2 separate regions of the Drosophila melanogaster genome follow, and region 2 is linked to region 1. A link is a contact called in public Hi-C data. All regions are on one chromosome and are shown on one strand. The core of a region is the stretch at or near the end of the contact, and the rest is flanking DNA. Distances in the headings are between cores, read along the strand shown.

Evidence for each region. A called contact is a pair of places that touch in the nucleus more often than the background predicts.
Region 2: a Hi-C map of the Kc167 cell line shows a contact between it and region 1, with 3 times the contacts expected there. A contact is called at or near these places in 3 of 107 Hi-C or Micro-C datasets (the Kc167 cell line and embryo).

Annotation. Positions count from the first base shown.
Region 1 is chr3L:19,565,790-19,570,951 of dm6, forward strand. It overlaps Shal (Shaker cognate l), which reads right to left. Exons shown (of 7, transcript NM_001104176.2): 6 at 3,872-4,024; 7 at 1,062-2,927. The coding sequence ends at 2,832. lncRNA:CR45916 (long non-coding RNA:CR45916) reads left to right here. Exons shown (of 1, transcript NR_133280.1): 1 at 1-744. Among named protein-coding and RNA genes, the nearest start is that of mir-9a, 3.2 kb to the left of the region's middle.
Region 2 is chr3L:22,978,544-22,983,784 of dm6, forward strand. No RefSeq gene overlaps it. Among named protein-coding and RNA genes, the nearest start is that of CG32457, 6.5 kb to the right of the region's middle.

The DNA.
Region 1 (5,162 bases), core at 2,657-5,156:
TGCAATAAGTTATATATCTACACTTCAATTGATCAGCTTAATAGAAAGCTCAATACAGATTACACATGTATAAATTTTCGGTTTAAACCAAAGTCTTAAGTTTTAATATTTCTCTTTCAGCTCGTATAATAGTTTAAAAAGGGTGAATATTAAATTTAAATCGAAGTAAAATTAATATGGTATAAAAAAATATAACTAACGGCATATTTAAACAAAACAGCTTAAAGTATACCATTTGGAAGCAATAAACGTATAAAGTAAGAGCATCTTAATGTACCTAGATATTTCTATTCGGCAAGAACGTGGCTCAGCTCGCAGCGATCTTGCTTTCACTGCCAAGTTGAAGTTCACAGATCTCGACAATAGTCATAGGCATATGACTAACGACGACTATGCAAATTAGTTTGGGCCATATGCCCGGTGGTTATCACAGACGCAAAAAGCAAAAGCACAACTCGACATCTGTTCGTTCGGTCTGGGCCCAAAAGCAAATTGCTAAGGTGGCTCAGACGATCGTTTGGCATCGAATCGTGTGGCATTATACCGGCTGATTCACTTACACTCCCGTAGCGCCTGTTCCAGCACATAGATATAGGGGTGATCACTGAGTTGGAGCTGGAGCTCGGATTCATATATAGCCGATGATGTATGGTGGGAATTTCCGCGACTTTTGCCATTCGATTGGTCGGTTTCCGATCTCTCCTACAAGTTCATATAGGCGTTGTCTCCGAGAGAGAGTTTTTGAATATAGTAGCTATATGAATGTGTTGGCAATAGGGTAGGGTGGCCCTGAAATGTTATTTTGGATATGAGATTATCTCACTTTTGCTTTCAGTTGTGGAGCCCAGGTCAAGTTGGGTCTTTATAGAGATAAGCTAAGAAGATATAAAAGACTTTCACCTGATATAATTATATATTAAAATCAATTTATATTCAGAAGATATGAAAAATTTAATTATTTATGTTTGTTATCCCAAAATCTTGTTGTTTGTTTTCATATCCAAATTGTTAACTTACCAGATGGGTCACCGTAATATCTATGTACGTTCTAGAACCTACATAGATGAGGAGTATTCGCATGTATGGTGGAAGTAAACAGATTTCTTTATTTTATTCATTATTAATCTTTAGCTTTTTCATTCTCAGAGACCCGTGGCAGAGTATTTGTTTTTGCTGTACCTCAATTCGAATTACATATCACTAAAAATCAAAAGAGAAATGTCGTCTTCCTCCATCGGATTTGGGTTTCGACCCCGACTTTCGTTTATCTGATAGTTTTGGTTTTCTTTTAGAATATCGCTACAAGAGTTGGTTTAAGTAACCAAATTTTAGTTTGTCTTCTTGATGTGGTTTTCGTAAATCTCCGATCTAATCATAATCGCATCTTAAGCGTTTTATGCACAACTTCGTTTTGATAAACAAAAGCTGTGAGTTTTGTTAGTTTAGCTTGTTATCTTTTGGGAAATTATTAGGCAACTTAGAGAGTTAGAAACAAACGGGCAACACTATTATCGTATTCATCGCCGGACTAATAATAATAATTCGAGTAATCATAATAAATTTATCATACATACATACAAGCTCCATATTTATGTTATTGTTTTTTTTTTAAGTTGTTTACTTGAACTAATTTTAAATGTTTGATTTTAATTTAGAATTAATTAATATACTTTAAGTTTCTGTTAGAATTTGCTAAGAGTTCATTTAGTTAGTTAATGTTCCAATTCGTTAAAGCCTTTCCTACACACACATATACATTTAAATAGTTTTCTCGCTAACTTAGTTCTTGGAAGAAAGTTTGTAATTTTTAGTTTTTCAATAGATTTTGATTAGTTCACTTTGGAGTACTTCGGAAAAAGGATGGGAAATGTTGAATGACGAACTGAAACCTCTTTGCTGTACACACATATACATAGTTTTTTAGGGGAAAATGAGGTTGTCACACAAATGCGTTAATGCTGACTAAGAGATCATTGTCGATGAGAAAAAAAAGGGGAGTAGGGGATGAAGATCATACCTACTAAACTACGGACCACTTAAAAAATACACGAATTCGTATTAATATCTTCATAATTTTCTAGCAAACTTTCGTTCCTTGTTCGTTTCCTGGCTACACACAAATCGTTTGCTATTAAAATGTTCCTTATTGTGTTCGGATTTTGTTCAATTGGTTTTTGGACTCTGCCCTTCTCGTCAGTTATAGATCCTATTATTAGCTAAATCTCTTTAGTACTTTCTTCAAACTATTTCGCCTGCTATGCTACTTTATGTTCACGTTATTAAAACATACACAGTAAATTCCTCTAAAATGCTTCGGTTTCTGTTGTTTGCTGTTGTTGTCTTGTCACCTAAATAAAGTAAATAGTGTTGCATATTTTTATAATTAATATTTGGGTTTTTTTCATTAACGGGTCCTCGCTAATCAAATCCGACTTTGCCGCCGCAGAATCTGGGTTGGGCACTTTTACATACTTCATTTGTTACTTGTTTTATTTTAATGTGCCCTTCATCATACAATACATTACACATTCGGCGTTGCTTTCATTTGAGTCTGCAAGTGCTTGCATTTAATTAAATATTTTGCTCGTTAAACTCGAAAATCAGATTTTAGAGATTACAGTTGTATTTCGGCTTCAGATATTCCTCGGGTCCATCAATTTTTATATTTGGCGACTAAACACACACGACATGTCTACAAAACGAATTCAATTTAGTTTAAAAACTTTTTAAGTTAGACTAAACGTAAACGTAAATCATCTCGATCTGGATTGGGATGTGACTGCCTCCCTGGCCGAGGATGTGCATCTCGACGCCAACCTGCTGCCGCCGGCTCAGAACGAGGCCTCCACCAGGTAGGTGCCATCCATGGGCTGATTGTTTTGGCTATTCTGAGCATTGCTGGCAGCCGGCATGTACTTGCCGCAGGCCTAAATAGAAACGAGAACAGACCAGAAAGCGGTAATATAAAGGCTCGGGGTCAGAGTTTACATGATTAATGATAGCTCCAGAATAGCATGATGTGCCTAAAACTAAAACAGAAGCTGGATCAAGATTCCAGCCTCCTATCAGACTCAAAACATTCTTAAGGATGCGCACTGAGAAATTTGAATATATATTCTACGATTTTGCTGTCTCGTATATAAATATTTTAAAGAAATATAAAATATATGTATATATAAAGGAAAGGACATTGTTTATTTTACATTTGAATCAAATTACGTTACTATATACATTTTAATACAATAAAGAGCTCCATATATTTGACTGCACTTAAAGAATTTATATTTACAACATTTTGTTTAATATATTATCAACATTTTCGGAAAGAAGTTACATTTTTGACTGATATTTACACCATACATTCTACATAGCATCTACACCCTTACTAAATCTGTAAGTGCAAGACTCATAGCATACTTTTTGATGTAAAACACTATATATTTGACATAGGAAAAGTGCATATCCTAGAGGAGCACCGATATATTTAGTTTTGTCATGATTACCATCTGCATTTATCCGACCTGAGTATTTATAGTACATTGAAATGAATTTAGAAATGAATTTTATAATGAAAGTTTAATGACTAGGGGCACCAAAATCATGTTAATTTCCCTAAGATGCCCCCAAGTGATATCCTCGAGGATGTTTTAGTTCTTCCGAAGGTGAGATGTGAAAATTTACAAGAGTACAAGACCAACAGAGGCAACAAAGTCAACACACACAAACGGTATATAGTACTAATAAAGAGAGAGGGGTTACGGAAAGCGGTTTTGGACCCACCTGCTGGGGGCACTCAACCCCTCGAGTGCCGGACGGCGGTAACTTCCGCACTTCTCTCTCCGTACAGGGTATGTGGGGGCGTATAGCTTACCTGGTAGCGCTGGGAGCAGCATCGGCCGCAGCAGGACTGCAGCAGGCCGGCGGCACTGTTTGTCGAGTGGGCGGGACTGGCCATCGGGGACGGGGAGCCCGGCCTCTTGGGCTGGCCGTTAAACGGTATTTCTAACTCGACAAATTCTCGATCCTGCGGTTTTTGAGCATTGAGAGGTACAGCCAGAGAAGAATTTTACAAAGAGAAACGAAGAATACATAGAGTACAATGTTTTTCTTTTCTTTTCTTTTTTTTCAACAATTTTACAATATAGAAATCTTGGGAGGGGGAGCGGGGTTTTACACACACAAAACACAGGACTTAAGAATTGGGTTCAAGTACATACGCATAAACAAATACTTGGAAAGGTGGAGGGGGTGAGGAGAAAGGGGAAGAGCGAGCGTTTTTAGCCCCTTCGAGTTTAAACAACAATTAAAACATTAAGCTGGTTTATGTAAGGGGGGGGGCAAGTTATAAACATTTGAACGCTACAATTTGTTAATGGGAAATTGGGTGATTTTCTTGTTTTGTTTTTTTGTTTTTCTTATTTTGCGGCTCCTAAGCAATGACAATTGTACGAAAACACTATGAGAACAAACTTTTTATCGAAACAGCCAGGGGGCGAGGCAGCGGGCGGGCAGTCACTTAGCAGAACGAGAGCGGTAAATGCGGGGCGGTTCGGTGGGCATGGGCGGTGGCGGGGGCGTGGCAGAGCGGTACGAATGGAAAGCAAGCGCCAGCCAGCGACATTCGAGTGCGACTTTGGCTCAAAACGCGACCACATTTATGGCCGCTTCTAACCGATTCTCGATTTATGACAAAACGCTGTTTTATTGATTTGCTGCTTTTAGTAGAGAATTTAAGAGCTCATCAAGTGAAATTGCTTATGGTTATGACTAGCACACATACAAAATAAAGATGGTAATGGTGCATAATAATCGATTATGAAAGCAGAGTGAGAATCACTGAAAAGTTTTGTCAATTCTATTAAGTGTATAGTACATTAAACATTTTAATTCATATTAGTAAAAGCTGATATGACAATTCTGAAACTTATTAATTTATTTAGATTTGTTTAAAAACTGCAGTATTTATAATTGCATAACAAGTTTTTCCTTAAAAAAACTCCATTACCATCCATATTATTTTCTGTCCATGTTTTCATTATTCTTAAACAATAGTGTTGTTTTCCTAACTTTTAAACAAATTTTTGTCTTCGAAAATAGCACAGTGAGCTGGCCAAGAACTATTTTGAATGGAATATGAATTGTGCTCATAAAAAAATAGTTAA
Region 2 (5,241 bases), core at 2,493-4,992, 3.4 Mb after region 1:
CTTTGCAGCTGACAAAACTTGCAAAGTTGTCTGTTGCTTTTTAAAGGTTGCACGATGCTTATATATGTAAGCTTACAGCTGGCTATGTCTTTCTGGGAAATCTGGAATAGTTGCACAGCAAAGAAGTAAGAAATGTGTCAGGCCGAGGAACGATTCAAATGTTCATATATATTTGTACATAATCGTAAATTTGCTGAAAATGCAATCTTGGCAATTGGGATTTATTGAGACATTAAATGGATCCCTCTATTGACAAAAGAGTTGATAGTGGTCTGTATTGTCAAATAACATCGGTTTGAGTTAAACTAAGTGATAGGTGGATCTAATTTAAAACTACCAATTGTTGCCCACCACTAAGTACGTTTTCCAAATTCAAATCCAGGGTCAAAACTTGTCTTATTTCGCTTATCAGAAGGGGCGTCATTGTTCCCTTTTTGTCTGTTTCCATAAAAATGTTAGCCGAATAGAAAAACTGCCAATAACACTCAAATGCTTTTGGCCCTCCTTTTTGTATTTTGGTGTCGAAATGTGTGAGCATGTCAACGTCAAACACTTCTTGTTAGCAAGTTCCATACATGTTGACGCTGCTTTTCAATTGCGTCTATTATGTAATACCTCCCTTGTTTTCTGCCGCATTGGCATTTCAGCGATATTTTGTTTCCGTTTTGATTCCTCTGCCATTTTCGACGCCATTTAATACCCGTAGTAATAAGCAGTGGTTTTAGCTGGTCTCTTTGACCATTGGTGCCAAGAAGTGTTCCTTGAACTTACGACAGCAATCTTTGTCACTTTCGTGGTCGTTGTCCGCACACGTTTTCCGCATGACAGAGAAAAGTAGTCGAGGACAGACCGCACAATAAAGGTCCATTGTAAGGATACATCTTTTCAGCGTAGTGCTGAGGAGAAGTGGAGCGCCTTCTAATCCGTCTATTAAAACAAACACTGCCTGCTAAAATTACTTCGGGCTTAACTGTTTTAGTTGCAAGGTGCCAGGTAAGTGAGGCTTTTACTGAAAAACAGTTATCTATTCGAATTTTGTTATCGTCTTTCTGCTAACGCATCGGTTATTAGTTTACCGTCTTAAATGTATTAGTGAAAAGCTCTATTGCGTCTAAACGGTCAGCAGAGTGACCATAGCCTTCCTAATTCCATTAGGCCAAATAAATTCACTTATGCTGCACCCAAATGACTCCAATTATGCCGTCAGCATAAGTGTGTTCACAGCCCATGAGGTCAGGAAACCGGCTCCAACCCGATTTCCTTCACAACCCAAGAGCTCAGTAGGAAACGCGGCTTAGGACTTAATTTCCTGTTTCCACTCACAACAGGCGGTTTCCCATCGGAATCTCTAGTACATAGCTAGTCTCCTCGGCCTAGTTAAACAAGCAAATAGGGAAAGAACGGAAGATGTACCGTAATTAAATGTGCCCATACGCAATGATGTTTGGGTGGTGAACAGCTTTCTCCGAGCCGTATTTGCCTGGGAGGGGTTTATTTGCAAATCCTTTGAGTGACTTTAAGCCATCGTCACCCCATGCAAATACACTTGGCTAAACAAGCCAAAAAGAGAACACCTGGAGATCCCGCTACAGCAGCTCTATTTCTTGCTACGGCAGCTGCTGTACAAAATCCCTAATTAAATGCAAATTACAAAATGTTTCAATGCAGTGCTGAACGGGACGGGAGTAAATGACAAGTGGTGTTGTCATCGCAAGTTGAAAATTGTAATTTTTCTGCTTATTACAATAATTATGCCGGCTAAGCAGCTGCAGCCAAAGACGTGTCCTTGTCTGGTGTCCTGGTATTCACGTTTAGTCGCTTTTTTTTTACTCCTTTTTTACGTGGCTGAATTGTTTTCTTATCATTAGTGCTGATGAAATGTAAGCCAAGGAGAATGCCAAAGTTTTTGTCCTTGCAGCTTAATGACAGTTATTTCCGCTTCCCTCAGACAGCCCTAAAGTCAAAGCCGGGCAGCCAGTTCACGACTAACGGCTACCGGGTACCGACGCTCCCAGCTCCCGGATTAAGCTTACTTTTAGCTGCCCCACTGGTAGATGAAAATTCTTTCCAGTTCAATGCTTTAGTGACACTTCCTCATTGAAAAATTTTATTTCCAAGAGTTCTGCGATTTATCCTTTGCTTATATCAATACAACCGGTAGGACCGTGAGTCGAGTCAAAAACAAAAGAGAATGCTATAGTCGAGTTCCCCGAGGGTCGGAAACGACAGTTACATACTAAGAATGTAGTATATCCTTTTACTAAACGAGTAACCGAGTAATGGTTGCATGCGAAAAGGATTGTTTCTGTTTTGCTTAATTGTACTTATTCGTCATCAGATGAATTGATTATTCGGATTATTGATATTGTAATATATATAAATGATATTGTTTTATTTTGACGTCTGCTACACCGATCTTTTGCCGTGTTAAATTGAAATTCGATTCCTTCTGCTTCAAGCTATCGCTTTATAGTTAAGCTGGGGAAAGCATCGTCTCTGTCTGCCTTTAATAATTTGGGTTTATCTAATTGATTGCATTAATGCGTTTCTGCATTCTATCTAGTACTTTGTTTTAATTTTCTCAAATGCAGTGAATTTACAATAAATTTAAATGAAACTGATGTAATGTTCTCCTCAAATGAATGAAATATGAATGAATATAAATATGATTCGACCAATATCTACCACAAATTTGTTAGGTGTGATTTTAAAAGGCCTTTTGGTTTTTCTATGTTCTGTTTTAGCCAAATTGCATAATAATTTCTCTGCGTGCACTTTAAATAATTTTAAAATCTTTGCCGCTCTCAATATAAATGGTAAATTTTCTATTTAAAATTTTGTTTAATAAATTTTAATTTTAATTCTCGATAATGCATCGGAAGCTGAATTCTCTCTTTAATATTAATTAATTAATATAATATATTATATATTAATATAATCGATTTTAAAGTGGCATTCGTTTAATTTGGCTCTCCATCTTTGCAATTTAGCATCCGGTTTCTTTAAAGTATGCAGCCATATGGTTGATGGTCACTTAATTCTGTGATATCATGATGAGCCAAAATAGTAAATAATTGTATTGGTAGTTTTCTAATAAGTATTTTAATGAAGTTCTCCAGGAGCTTGTAGTTCGGTGTTTGAGTTTTGAATTCTGCGAGTAGTTTTAATTTTTATGGTTTAAGTAAATATCTTTTTAAAGTGTTCTTTTATTTGTATTTTGATGTTGTGAATATTTATTTCTAACTAAAGTGCCAACCACTAGAGGGTATGTGTTGTGCTTGTGCTGTAGCCCAAACATTTTCTAATACCGAAAATGGCTGGTGGAAGCCAGTAATTTAATTTGTACAAAAATCCAGCCCAGTGATAGCCAAGATGTCTAAGAAAGGATAGGAAAAGAAGCTCCTCAAGACCAAGTAGCAGCAAGATCGCAGCCAGCGCCACCATTAATGCCGTCCTTTGAATTGACTGAAGTACCCTCACTGTAATGCCCTCCAATAATGTTAATAATAATTTTTCACAGAAGAGGCTAAATTAATTTTACATTTAGGGCCACAAATTCAAAATCGTGTTTAAAACAATTTAAATTAGTATGTTTATATTTATGCACGTGTTCAGAACAAATTTTACATTTACATTTTACATTTTATGTTTAAAATTAAAATGTATAATGCTTTATACATCTGAGTAAATTTCTCTAGGGGATCCATGAGTCGTCAGAGGGTCTACGTTGTGCAAAGTGTAGCATACTTGTAGGGATCACATTTTCTGTTAACTGATCTTTGGTAGGAATTGTATGTTGGGTGGGGGGTCATTGTTTGTCCTTGTTGTTCTGTCGTCCGTTAGTCCCATAGTCGGTTTTTTTTGTGGAGATCCTATCAATCCTATCACGGAAATTAAATTAAAGTGCTAATATGCTAATACATACATTATTATATGCTGATACATTTTCCATATTCCATTTTATTTTTGTTGCTAATCGATAAAAATTTACAAGACTAATAAAAATAAGAAAAAATATCAACACCTTTTTTAAAAGTGTGGGAGTGGCAGTTTTGTGAGCTTTGAGGGTGTTAGAGTGAGCGTGGCCACTTGGATCAACAAACTTACGCGTCTATGTCTCTAGAATTTTAATCTCAACCTTCTAGTTATTATAGTTCCTGAGATCTCGACGGTCATACGGACAAACGGACATGGCTAATTTGACTCGTCTATTGTTCCTGATCAAGAATATATATACTTTATATAGTCAGAAACGCTTCCTTCTACCTGTTACATACTTTTCAAAGAATCTAGGTACTCTACGAGTAACGGATATAAAAATAGCTAAGCTTATTAGCTCAACAACTAAATGAATTCACAAATGAATTTCACTTTCTTAGGTTGGTGGTAATAAAAGTGCGTTTGCCTGAGCTTGTACTTAGTACAAGTTCTTAGTTCGAAATTTAATTTAGGCTGCAGAAATGGGACAAATTGAATTGTTTCTGGCCCTACTCTCAATGTTTGTGTAGTAGTAAGTAAGGTAATCAAGTACACGCTCTGTCCCTCCGTATGAACGTGGAGATCTCAGGAGCTATATGAACTAGAATACATATATAAAACTTCCGAAACGGTCACGACCTTTGAAAATTTTATGTTACTTGTTGAGTAAAAGGGTATATTCGACTCTTTAAAACGTATGTAACAGTCGTTTCCAACCCTATAAATTATATATATTCAGGATTAATAGCCAAGTCTATCTGGCCATGTCCGTCTGTCCGTATGAACGTCTAGAACTATAAAAGCTAGAAGGTTGAGATTCTGCATACAGATTCTAGAGACACAGACGCAGCGCAAGTTGCCACTCCCACTCTAACACCTACAAGGCGCCTTATATTGCTACGGCAATTTAATTTAATTTAATTTTATTCACCAAGATCTATTGATATACCAGAAAAATTATGAAATTTCGCGTTTGCATTCAAACTTTCTGAGTAATGGGCATCTGATAGTCGGGGAAGTCGATTAAAGCATTCTCTTTTATTTTATTTTTCCAAAAGCATTTAAAAATGTATCGTCGCAATATCGTTAATACTAGTATTGTTTAAGACGAGAACAGCTTCAAAGAAGCTGTTTTTCCATCTATTGATATTTAAACATGTGTTTTGGTGTAATTCGTAGAATTGGACATTATGAAGTTAGTTATAGAAGGAAGCTATTGCTGGTATACAGAAGACGGCGGCTAAAACTAGTATATTAAATAGA